Regions from separate parts of the Gossypium raimondii genome. Here region 1 is linked to region 2. Evidence: chromatin contacts called from public Hi-C data. All regions are on one chromosome and are shown on one strand. Each heading gives the region's core, a stretch centred on a gene start, on an enhancer-like site or on the middle of the called end of the contact. The rest is flanking DNA. Distances are from core to core; before and after follow the strand shown.

Region 1 (5,588 bases), core at 1,061-3,560, 130 kb after region 2:
GAGGTTGATTGCGACTACTGCTTCCCTCTTCCTCGACATAGTCACTTTGCTTTGAGGCTGAATTTGCCTCCATGGATCCTTCCTTTAAGTTACCATCAGGTATTCTATCATCTATAAATATCGTCCGCGTTTCAGTCGATACTGAATCAGGTGCACTGTTCAGGATGGCATTTGTACGAATATTTTGGTCCTTTGAAAACTGTGTAGCAGCTCCTCGTGCACCAGCTATTGCTGCACTGAGACTAGATGATTTCTCAATGGCAGATGCTTTTGAATTCGGAAAGGAAGCCGCAATCGATCCCGGCTTCAAGGAGAAAGGATCCCTCGGGTTTGGTAATGGAAATTTTACAGGTGCCGGACCGTCAACTGGGACAAGGCCTCTAACAGCAGCCTCATATATCTGTTAGAAATATTTCCATCAATAACAATTCAGAGCAAATTGAGAGAGTGGCATAAGCATGACTTCTTGCACACAGTTTACCTTCTTTTCCAAATTATAAATACGCTGGTATCCTCGCATCTCAAATGGAACTAACAATTTCTACAACGAACCCAAAAAGAAAAACCAATCACAATATAATATCTAATTGGAAAGAAACAGAACAAGAGAATAAATAGAATAGGAACTATCCAACGTGAAAGTAAAACCTTTGGTTGTTCACAAAGCCAGCAAAAATCAGTTTGTCCTTCTAGCCTAACCTGGGTACACAAAGAAAAACAAGAAAGAAAAATGAGTGGATCGAAATTGTTGCATATCATGTTGAGCACTGAATAACATAAGGGAAGAAAAGCTAAGTTGCTCACCCCTTCAGGTAGTGCCTCCCATTGAACCAATTCTTCACATGTCAAACAGCCAGCCACTTCGACACACCCTATGCCACGGAATAATTAATCTAGATTAGAAAGAAATAAGAAAAGGAGATCATTCAAAATTCAGATGAAATCTTTCTGCTTTCAAAAAAATTATTTTATCAATTTGCAATGTACCGATTTCAGTAAATAATGCAAAAACCGAAAACAAGCAATAAAGCACCAGGAATACCAAAAGAGATCAGATTAGTATAGAAAGGACTAACCTAGCAGTCTTGAGATAGGGTAATGTTCTGGAAATTTAATATCGGTAATTCCATTCAATGCGTAAATTTCCCTATAGAAATCCTCCATTGCTTTGATCGTAGATTCATCCGGGACTTTACTGGCAGCATGTATCCAAAGGCGGCCTGGAACAAAAATACAATATCACTTAGAGGCAGGTTGATTTCGAAGTATGGAAAAGAAATTTTCATTTCTCTAAATCGATATAGACATTCCCACTTCAGGGCTAATGCAAAGAATTGAAACAGAATATCTTGCTGGGGTCTTCTAGAAACACTTTCCCATTCGGGAACAGTCCGTTTCAACTGGACATGAAAAACTTATTGCTTACCAGAGCTTGAATGTCTACTTATTGTAGTAAACTAAAGTACCATCAAAATTGGCAGCATATTTATGCTTCTATTACCATCAAAATTTATATATCCCTCTTAATTCAGACTACCTCACCCTAATTTTCTTATGATGGAGTCACTTTATCAACTTCAATTATAGGTGTCCCAACCATTAATCAGCTAATTAGGTCAAAATAATCAAAACAAATTGAAAATCAGTAATTGTAAGATTGAAAAACAATCAAAAAAATTTTGGAACTTCTTTTACTCCTAACAACAAGCATTGTTTCTATAAGAAGTAAAGAAAACAAAAATAAAAAAAACTCCAAATTAAGTTCCGATACAAAGCAGCTAAAAACCTGAACCTTTTCTTCACTATTGAGTAAAGAAACTAGATATCTTATACTGTTGGGAAGGAAAATAATGGAAGCACCAAAGCTCCTAACCTTACTAAGGATCAATCAACCCCATAACTTAAAATCCTATACTATGGAGAAAAATATAAACATGAAAAGCATAAAAGTTGGTACTTTTTCCAAAAAATCTCCTACATATTGTAGAGTTTTTATCAAAAAAAAAAATAACCCCGTGAAATATAACCCCCCAAAAAATAGGGTATTAGGATTTATGCATAAATTTGAAAGCTTTATTTAAAGAAAAAAGAGCGGATACCTCTGATTGGAGCAGGCCAAGACCTGCCTTCTATACGTTTGATCCCATAAACTAACAATGAAGCCCATGGCTGATGCATCGTTAAACATGGATTCGTGTAGTTCCCTTCCTTTCTTGGCCCTGCTTTTCTCATTGTTTTTTTCCTTAACAGCGTTTGGTTGGTGAGAAACGCTGACAAAATCTGGGTTTTCGCAATAGGTTGAAGACGGAAGAAAATTGGGGGTTGTATCTTATAGATGTCACGTGACATTAAGGATTGCACGTGCTATTAAGAAAAAGTGAAAAACACCAAAGTCGTTTTTATTTATATTAAATCCGATTCTGAAGCCTAAGTTCAATACAAGTCCCCCTTGGGGGTGAAATAAATATATTCCTTTTATAAATTTTATATTATAAAAATAATCCTTTCAAAAATATAATAATCCATTTTTATATAATTTTCATTATAGATTCGGATTATATCTGCTCTTTTTTGATACAATATTTAGAATTACCCACAATTCATTCCTAACTCATAAATAAGAGAATAATGCGTGTCAACGCACTATAATCCACGCCCTTCTACAAATGCAACAATGTTTATGTCAATTAAGTTAAGAGTCAATCGATTAGTTTGAATTAAAGAGAAATAATCTATTTTTAAAAATGCAAATAATGGATAGTTTATCAAGAATAGAATAATATATTTTTTGACTCTTGAACTTAACAATTAGGTTCATTTTGGTCCAAGAACTTAAAAAAATATAAAAGTTTGTGTTGTGGCATTTTAAGATTGTGACATGTCATCACCTGAAAATTTTTAAAGTGTTACATGTAATATTTTAATAACTGAATTAGCATTAGAATCAATCAGACAATTGATTCTTGGTTCAATCGATTTGATCAGTTCAATTGCTATACCAACAACAATTAAAATAAAGAATTACAATTTTATAAAATAAAAAAATTTATTAAACATATTCAACTACTGGTTTTTGCCCCAATTTTTAATTTTCTTTTTATCAATTTTGAGTCATTTCTAGTTCAAAGTCAACCCTTTTGTTTGAACTTTGGACTAGTATATTAGTCAATTCGATTACCATTTCAGGTATGTTCCAAGAACACTAATCACATCATTCAGTCTTAATGTAATCCTAATTTAAAATCAAAATGAATCTAATTATTAAGTTTAGATGTCAAAGTAAACTAAAAATATACAAATATTTTTTGATAAAAACAATACAAATATTAAAGTGAATTTAGTTGGGACAACATATTATATTATCTCACTAATAATTGCACCCAGATAAAAATGAGCCTGTTAAAAATATTTTTTATAAAAATAATTGAATGGTATAATTATTTCTTTTTAAGAAATATTTCTATTTATTTAAAAATAATAATTTTATTCTTATTTTCATCAGCTTACTTGATATTAATAAATCAAGTGGTGAAGTTAATAAAAGTAGGTATAGATAGATATTACCTAACTTACTCAAGTCATTCCATGGTATTGAAAATTAAAATATTTTATCCAATAAATTAATTATTTTCATTTCCTTTTTATTCATATTTTGATTAATCTAAGCGGTTCTGATTTTTTTATATTTTAAAATTGAATTTGACATAATGCTTTTATTTATTAGGTTAAAGTTAATTCCTTTAATGTAATTTTACTCATAATAGTAATAATAATAATTCACAAACATAAACTAAAAATTCATAAATAAAATTTCCATCTTTGTTTTCTACATACCCTTTTTTTTCCCCTTTAACGCTTCAACCAAAACCCTATACACACATACAAAAAGCTCAATTTCTCTAGAACGACCTCGCCAATTCGCTCTTTCTTCGCTGGACGGCCTGCTGTTCTTCGCTCTCTTTACCCTTTTGCATCCCTCAGAAAAGAAGAAAAAAAACCGTTGACTTTTCGTTTGGGGGGGGGGGGGGCAAACTCGAAGACCCCAATTTGTTCAAAAAGAGAGAGGGTTGAAAAATGGATCAAGGGTTACTGGATGATATTATAAACCGGCTTTTGGAAGTTAGGGGTCGACCAGGGAAACAAGTTCAGTTATCTGAATCAGAGATCCGGCAGCTTTGTTTGGTTTCTAAAGAGATTTTCTTACAACAACCTAATTTGTTGGAACTTGAAGCCCCCATCAAGATTTGTGGTATTTTTTCACTTATTTTTTGAATACCCAATGCTTATTTTGTATGGTATTTATGATCCATATGTTTGCTTTGACTGACTTTGATGAGTTGAAGTTCAATTTTGTGACTTTAAGGTCTATCTTTTGGGAACTGCATCCTGGATTTGCCCTTTATTTTCTCATTTTTTGTTTATTACCTTGGGTTTTATTTACTCTTAACTTGGAATTAGTAAGTTAAGCTAATCTTGCTGAGTTATAAAGCATGAATTAGCTTGCAACCTCTCATATTACATTGGGATGGTTTTCGCTTATTAGGTAAAATTCATTGAGTGATGTTTTAGTTCGCTGTGTTCGTTTCATTAAATTGCAGTTTTATACCGAGGAATGACCTGGTTTTCTGTGTTTTTGGTTGCTTAAGGTTGGACTTCGGAGATGGTTCTGTTCATCTTTTAAGTTTTCAAGTTAGTGGGAATGTTATGATGATTGTCTATCTCGCATGTTCTTCTCGTATTGGATGAATTCACATACGAGCGTAGGTCAAAATGGCCAACTCAAAATAAGGCTTTCTTATGCTTTGGATTTTACAGTTGTTTTCAAAGTGGTCAAGATGGCTCACCATATTTTATTTTGCACCTAGACATGCATCATTGTTTTTTTGAAGACCAACTTTCTTTGTTAATCCTATGACTTAAATTGCTTTGGCTTTTTCTTTTTGTGAATTGGGTGTTCATCTAGTTGGGGTTTCCATTTGTGCTATATTATCATTGCAGCCTAATATTTGTCTTTTTTCTTTAATTACTTGTGGCATTGCACCTGCGGTATGCTAGTTATTCCTATCTCTTCGATTATCTATCTGTTTGTGCCCATTTTTCCTTCTGTTTGTGTCCTGAGTGTTTAATTTTTGGAAATTCTAAACTGTTTTGTCCTATACTAGATCTTTTGGAGAATTCACGTGAGTGTTTTCTTCATTATCTAATTTTGTCTCACGTATGTTGTTTACTAGAAATTTCTGATGTGATTTAGCTGAACAACCTGCAACAACCTGCAAGGACTCCAGTTTGTAATGTCTTTTGTCTTAAGAGCTCAAACTAGAAGTTTAGAATGTTTTGCTGCATGTTTGCTTTATGAATTTGATGCATAGATAGCCAATCATATTTATTTGAATTCTGGATCTTCTGCTCTAAAAGTACCACTGATTTGGTTCTTGGTATGTGATAATTTTCCTTGGTGTAGCATGAATGTTTGGTAGGACTACTCAATGGAGATGATACAATGTTGAATATCCACATTACTTATATTCCTTGTCTTTGTCTCTCTCTCTCTATCTCTTTCTCTGCCACATTATAAGTGAAACTTTTTG
Region 2 (5,305 bases), core at 990-3,489:
CATTTCATTATTCACTTTTAATATGTTAATAATTTCACGTACGTAGGATTTTCAGGCTCAGCACAAGGAAGCACCGAGGCTCATAGCCAGGTATTTAAATAGCGGTCCGTTACCGAAATAGCGGCCATTATATAGCGGTAGCGGCACCGCCCGAAACCGTTACTGCCAAAACCGCTACTGCCGAAACCGCTATTATATTTTACAATAAGTTGTGTGAATTTTTTTTAAAATTCACGACCGCGATACCCGCAGTAACCGCAATAGCATCCGTTATGTCCGCAACCGCGATAAACGTAATGCGACCGAAATCGCGGCCGCGACCGCAATTTAAATCCCTGGTGAGATAGAATGGTGGAGTTTCAGTTCAAGGTCAGGATTAGAGTCAACATAGTCTCCGCTGCCACCAACGGTGACTACTTTAATAAACCTAACCGCCAATTCCGTCAAACCACTGCCGCCGCTTTCACCGCCTTCTTCTTCTTCATCATGCCATAACCAACGTTGCAGAGAAGGTCCAGTAGCTGTTGCAGGGGTGGTAAGCGCCAGAGCTTTATTTTTAGCCTTATTTGCTGGTGCTTTGATATGGGTTTACTCTAAAAAGTTCAAGCATGAGTAGAATTTAGGACTATCTTTTGCATCGGAGATAATCAAAATGCCACAAGAATTCACTTACAGAGAGCTTAAAGCCACGGGATGCTTCCCTGCCAATAGAATCATCGGCCACGGTGGGTTTGGGATTGTTGTGTTAGAAACTGACACAGAGGCTCACAAATGCAAATGTCCCAATTTTTCTAGGACTCATATAAATTAAACTTAAAGTTTAGGAGACTAAAATGATAACTTTTTAATAAATAACAATGACATGGAAATCAAAATTTTAAAAACAAATTTCTATTCATGGTTTTAACGAGAATGATCAAAATGATCAAACTATGTAACTTGAGTGCTTAAATTATAATTTTTATTTATTTTTATAATTGGATGGCCATGTGTGTAGTTTACCCTTATTTTTGTTTAAAAATATTGAGTCATTAAAACCGTAATTATTTTTTATTAAAATTTGTTAATTTTAATTTTTATTAAATTATTCTCATATGATGTAGCATATGATTGACAGAAAGTAAACATGTTAAATTAATAAAATTTGACAAAATTATCAACGACAATAATTGAACTAAATCTTTTAAATTGAAAAAGTAGAATGACTAAACTTTTAACTAGAGACCAAACCTCAAATTTTATTCAATCACAGGGACTAGCAGAGGAACAAATCGAATTTAGAATCTAATATCGTCGGTTTCCAAACACGGACACAAATAAACCAAAATTATTCAAAAAATAAAAAATAAAAAAGGTAATTTTTATTAGTAGTCACTCAAGTTTCTTTTTTATCATCTAATTATAAAAAATCACAAAATGGTCACTCATTTTTTTTGGCTAACAAAAATATGAAGTGTCAGCTTTACAATTTGGTATAATAGCAACTTTGACCCTTAATATTTACACATTATGTCAACTTAGTTTTAATTTTAAAAATTTAGTGAGTTTATTGAACGAGTGGTGAACTGACGACGAAGATGATAACAACGATGATGATGGCAATAACAAAAGGCTTAGTTGAACCAATATCGAACAATTCAAGCATGAATATTATGAAATTAGTAAAGAGTGAACTGACGAAGACTGAGTCAACTTAAGCTTTAGTGTTGAACCTAATGGTTGAGATTCAAAGTATCAAGAGAAAAGAATGAAAAAAAGTGAAAATTATGATATTAGATTTTTTGATGTTTCCATTTTTAGTATTTTAATCTAATTTAGCTAATAAATTTGTTTTTAGGTGGAACAGTTGAAAAGAAAAACAAAATTGTAAAAAATATCAAATTACATAATGTGTAAATATTAAGTGTTAATTTTTTAGAATCAAAATCAAACAAACACAGTGTATAAATGTTTGAGGGTCAAAGTTATTATTATGCCAATTTTAAGAATTACATCATCTTTCCGTTGGCCATTTAACCGCCTGAGACCGAAAAGGAAAAAATAGAACAGGTAGGTGATATTTTGTAATTGTTCATAATTAGGTGACTACGAAAGTAATTTGCCCTAAAAAATCTTAAACCCTAAAAACAAAATAAACAAAATCCGTTTTGTCCTTACGAAGATATATATATTTATTTCAACAGTGAATCGTCTGACGTTCCAAAGCTTCATCCAACGGCTCAAATTCCTCGACCCCAAATTAAAAATCCCTAAAACGAAAACAAAAACCCCCAAAACCGAAAAAGAAATTATAAACAAAAAATTAAATAAAATTTTTTTATTTTTATTTTTCGAATTTCTCTCTCTAAAAATCTCAATAAACAGAAAATATCAATGGAACCCAATGAAACCCATCATCACCAACACTACTTCACCACCACCACCACCACCACCACTGTCACCACCACTCCGTCAACGACCAATGGGCTTCTCCTCCATAATGAAAGTGGGGGGTCCCACAACATGTTGTACCCTCATTCGGTGCCTTCGGCGGTGACGTCGCCGTTGGAGCCTACCAGGAGGAAGAGAGGGAGGCCTAGGAAGTATGGAACCCCGGAACAGGCCATGGCAGCTAAGAAAACGGCGTCGTTGAGCTCCAAGGAACGGCGTGAACAGCAGCAGCTGCAGCAGTTGGCTCTTGGTGGTACCAGTGGTTCGCTTTCTGGGTCTTCTAAGAAGTCTCAGTTTGTTTTAGGTGGGTGTTTATTCATAAAAAAAGATTATTGCCTTCTGGTACTTTTTTATGAATTTGATGGTTTTGGGGGGTTTTATTGCAAATTTATTGAAAAATGAAAGAGTTTGGGTGCATTGTTTTGGAAACCGTCGTCTTTGTTTTCTGCTTTGTGGAGGCCTTTTTTTGAAGTATTTCACGTTTGGTACCCTTCTTTGTGAAAATTGAGAAGCTTTTTTTACCACAAATTTCTTTTTTGGGAATGAGAGGGTTTGATGCATTGCATGTGAATCTATTGTCTTTTTCTTTTCTTTGGTTGGATTTCTGATAAAAGAGATTATTTCTTTTGTTCCATATTCGTGAATTTGATGGCTTGGGGTGTCGTGTTGCTAATTTGTGGAAATTGTGAACGTTCTGGGTATATTGTGTATGGAACATTGCAAATTTATTCGAATTGAGAAGGTTTTTGGGGCTTTTCTTTCATGATTGCAACTTTGTTCGAATTGAGATGGATGCATATTCTTAATCCACCTTATTATTGTGAAACATCTAATTGTTTCATGTATGAATCCCTTCTCAAGTTGGTCGAGTTATTGTTTGCTTTTATTTCATTTTTCCTCTCATTAGACACTTAAGTTCTTTCTCTTGCGTCCTTGTAATGGATACAGGCAATGCTGGTCAAAGTTTTACTCCACACGTTATCAATGTAGTTGCAGGAGAGGTATGATGCTCATCACTGCTACAAGTTTTTATTAATATTTCAGATATGTGTTGGCATCAATTATATATGTTCCTGCAGAACAGATATGCATACTAGTCTCCTTAAGAATTCCGTAAAATCTCATCTGTTACATTCTGCATTATCCAGTAGTTTCAACAAGCTGTGTTCTTCATCTTGTTAAAGAAAAATAGCATGGTTCGACTTTGTGTTTCCGATATAAAATCCTTATGTTTTTTAAGGTTATGATGTTTCAGTTACAAACAACTTGAGACCATGGTAGCCATTGTGGAAAGTTCAATGAGAACATTTGTGATAGTTCCTCCTGTTGGTTTTATTTTTCCTTTAGATTTTCCTCTTTGGAGTTGAGAGCAGTTAGAAGGATGTGAGTTAAGGAATTTGGCATATGCAATAGATTCACGCCGTTATGTTACCCCATTTGTACTGGTTTCTGAATATATACTCTTTAGAAAAGGATGCGTGAATCCTTATCCATTTCTGCCTTGGCTATTTCATAGTTGAATGATTTTTTTTAAAAGTGTCATGAGAGTAGTTTTTTAATGTTAATATTTTCGAATACAATTCGAAGAGTTGAGTCTTTTAGGGTTAGGTCTAGATGCGGTATTGTTTCTGTATGTAAATCAAGTTATTTTCTTGTCCTCTTGACATGATACATTGATCCATGTAGGATGTTGGCCAAAAGGTAATGATGTTCATGCAACAAAACAAGCACGAAATATGTATTTTGTCTGCATCTGGTACAATCTCTAATGCATCTCTCCGACAGCCAGCAACATCAGGTGGTAACATAGCGTATGAGGTAACCACTTCATTTTCTTCTTTTGTTATAATTTTCCTTGTTTATATGTTCTGTGATCTTCAAATTATTACTGCATCCTGAAAGGAAAAAGAAAATACACATGAAAATATGAATAACGTTTTGATAGAGAAACCCACATTGCTTTGAAGAGCTGACAGAGTATTTGGTATTACCTACAGTTTGCAAGGATTAGGGAACATGAGGAATGTTTGTTACTCAATACAAAGTAAATAAAGGGTCTAAAGAAAGATATAAATATTCAACCACAAATAGAAGCTTATTCGTATGCTTATTGTGATGTTATTGCCATGCCCATATGCCTAAAAGGCTTGTATAAGTGCCTTGATATGCTCACCTTTGTTAAAATTCTCACCTTTAGGATATCTTGGATGAAACTTGCAACTTGTTTGTCTAGAATATACTTATTTTGCTACTGTCAAAAATATAATTTCTTTCCTTGATGATATAATATTAGGGCCGATTTGAGATAATCTCACTCTCTGGATCTTATGTTCGGACTGAGATTGGAGGGAGGACCGGTGGGCTCAGTGCATGTCTATTAAGTGCAGATGGCCAGATTATAGGAGGAGGAGTTGGTGGACCTCTAAAGGCTGCAGGCCCGGTTCAGGTATTAGTGTTATTATTCTTTGGTTTAGATAAGGGGAGGATTGAACCTGATCTTGTGCATTATTAAAATATACACCAATATTAAGAAAACTTCGGTTCATGATACTGTGTATGACTTGGGATTTTATCATTTATGTTGGCATGAGAGCAAACGAGAACAAGAATTAGTAGATTCATTTCTTTAAGAAGGTTTAGTTGTCAGTTATCTTATGTTGAAGTCGCAATGGTTTATTGCCCGTACAGGTTATTGTTGGTACATTTATGATTGACAACAAGAAGGATGTTAGTGCTGGTGCAAAAGGTGATCCAGTTGGTGGGGCTTCTGTATCTAATGTAGGCTTTCGCTCTGCTTTTGAAACTTCAGGAAGAAATCCAATTGGGGGAAACGATGATCTTCATCATCAGAGTTTTGGAGGAAGTCATTTCATGA

The links. A called contact is a pair of places that touch in the nucleus more often than the background predicts.
Region 1: a Hi-C map of leaf shows a contact between it and region 2, with 3 times the contacts expected there. The contact joins the promoter of LOC105782064 here to the promoter of LOC105782987 in region 2. A contact is called at or near these places in 2 of 2 Hi-C or Micro-C datasets (both in leaf).

Annotation. Positions count from the first base shown.
Region 1 is chr13:49,843,604-49,849,191 of ASM2569854v1, forward strand. It overlaps LOC105782064, which reads right to left and starts at 2,311. Exons shown (of 7, transcript XM_012606547.2): 1 at 2,100-2,311; 2 at 1,077-1,220; 3 at 805-872; 4 at 649-699; 5 at 482-541; 6 at 1-400. The coding sequence starts at 2,232. It overlaps LOC105782065 (serine/threonine-protein phosphatase PP1), which reads left to right and starts at 3,834. Exons shown (of 4, transcript XM_012606548.2): 1 at 3,834-4,249. The coding sequence starts at 4,075.
Region 2 is chr13:49,710,311-49,715,615 of ASM2569854v1, forward strand. It overlaps LOC105782987 (AT-hook motif nuclear-localized protein 14), which reads left to right and starts at 2,240. Exons shown (of 6, transcript XM_012608135.2): 1 at 2,240-2,734; 2 at 3,379-3,431; 3 at 4,117-4,248; 4 at 4,724-4,876; 5 at 5,119-5,305. The coding sequence starts at 2,374.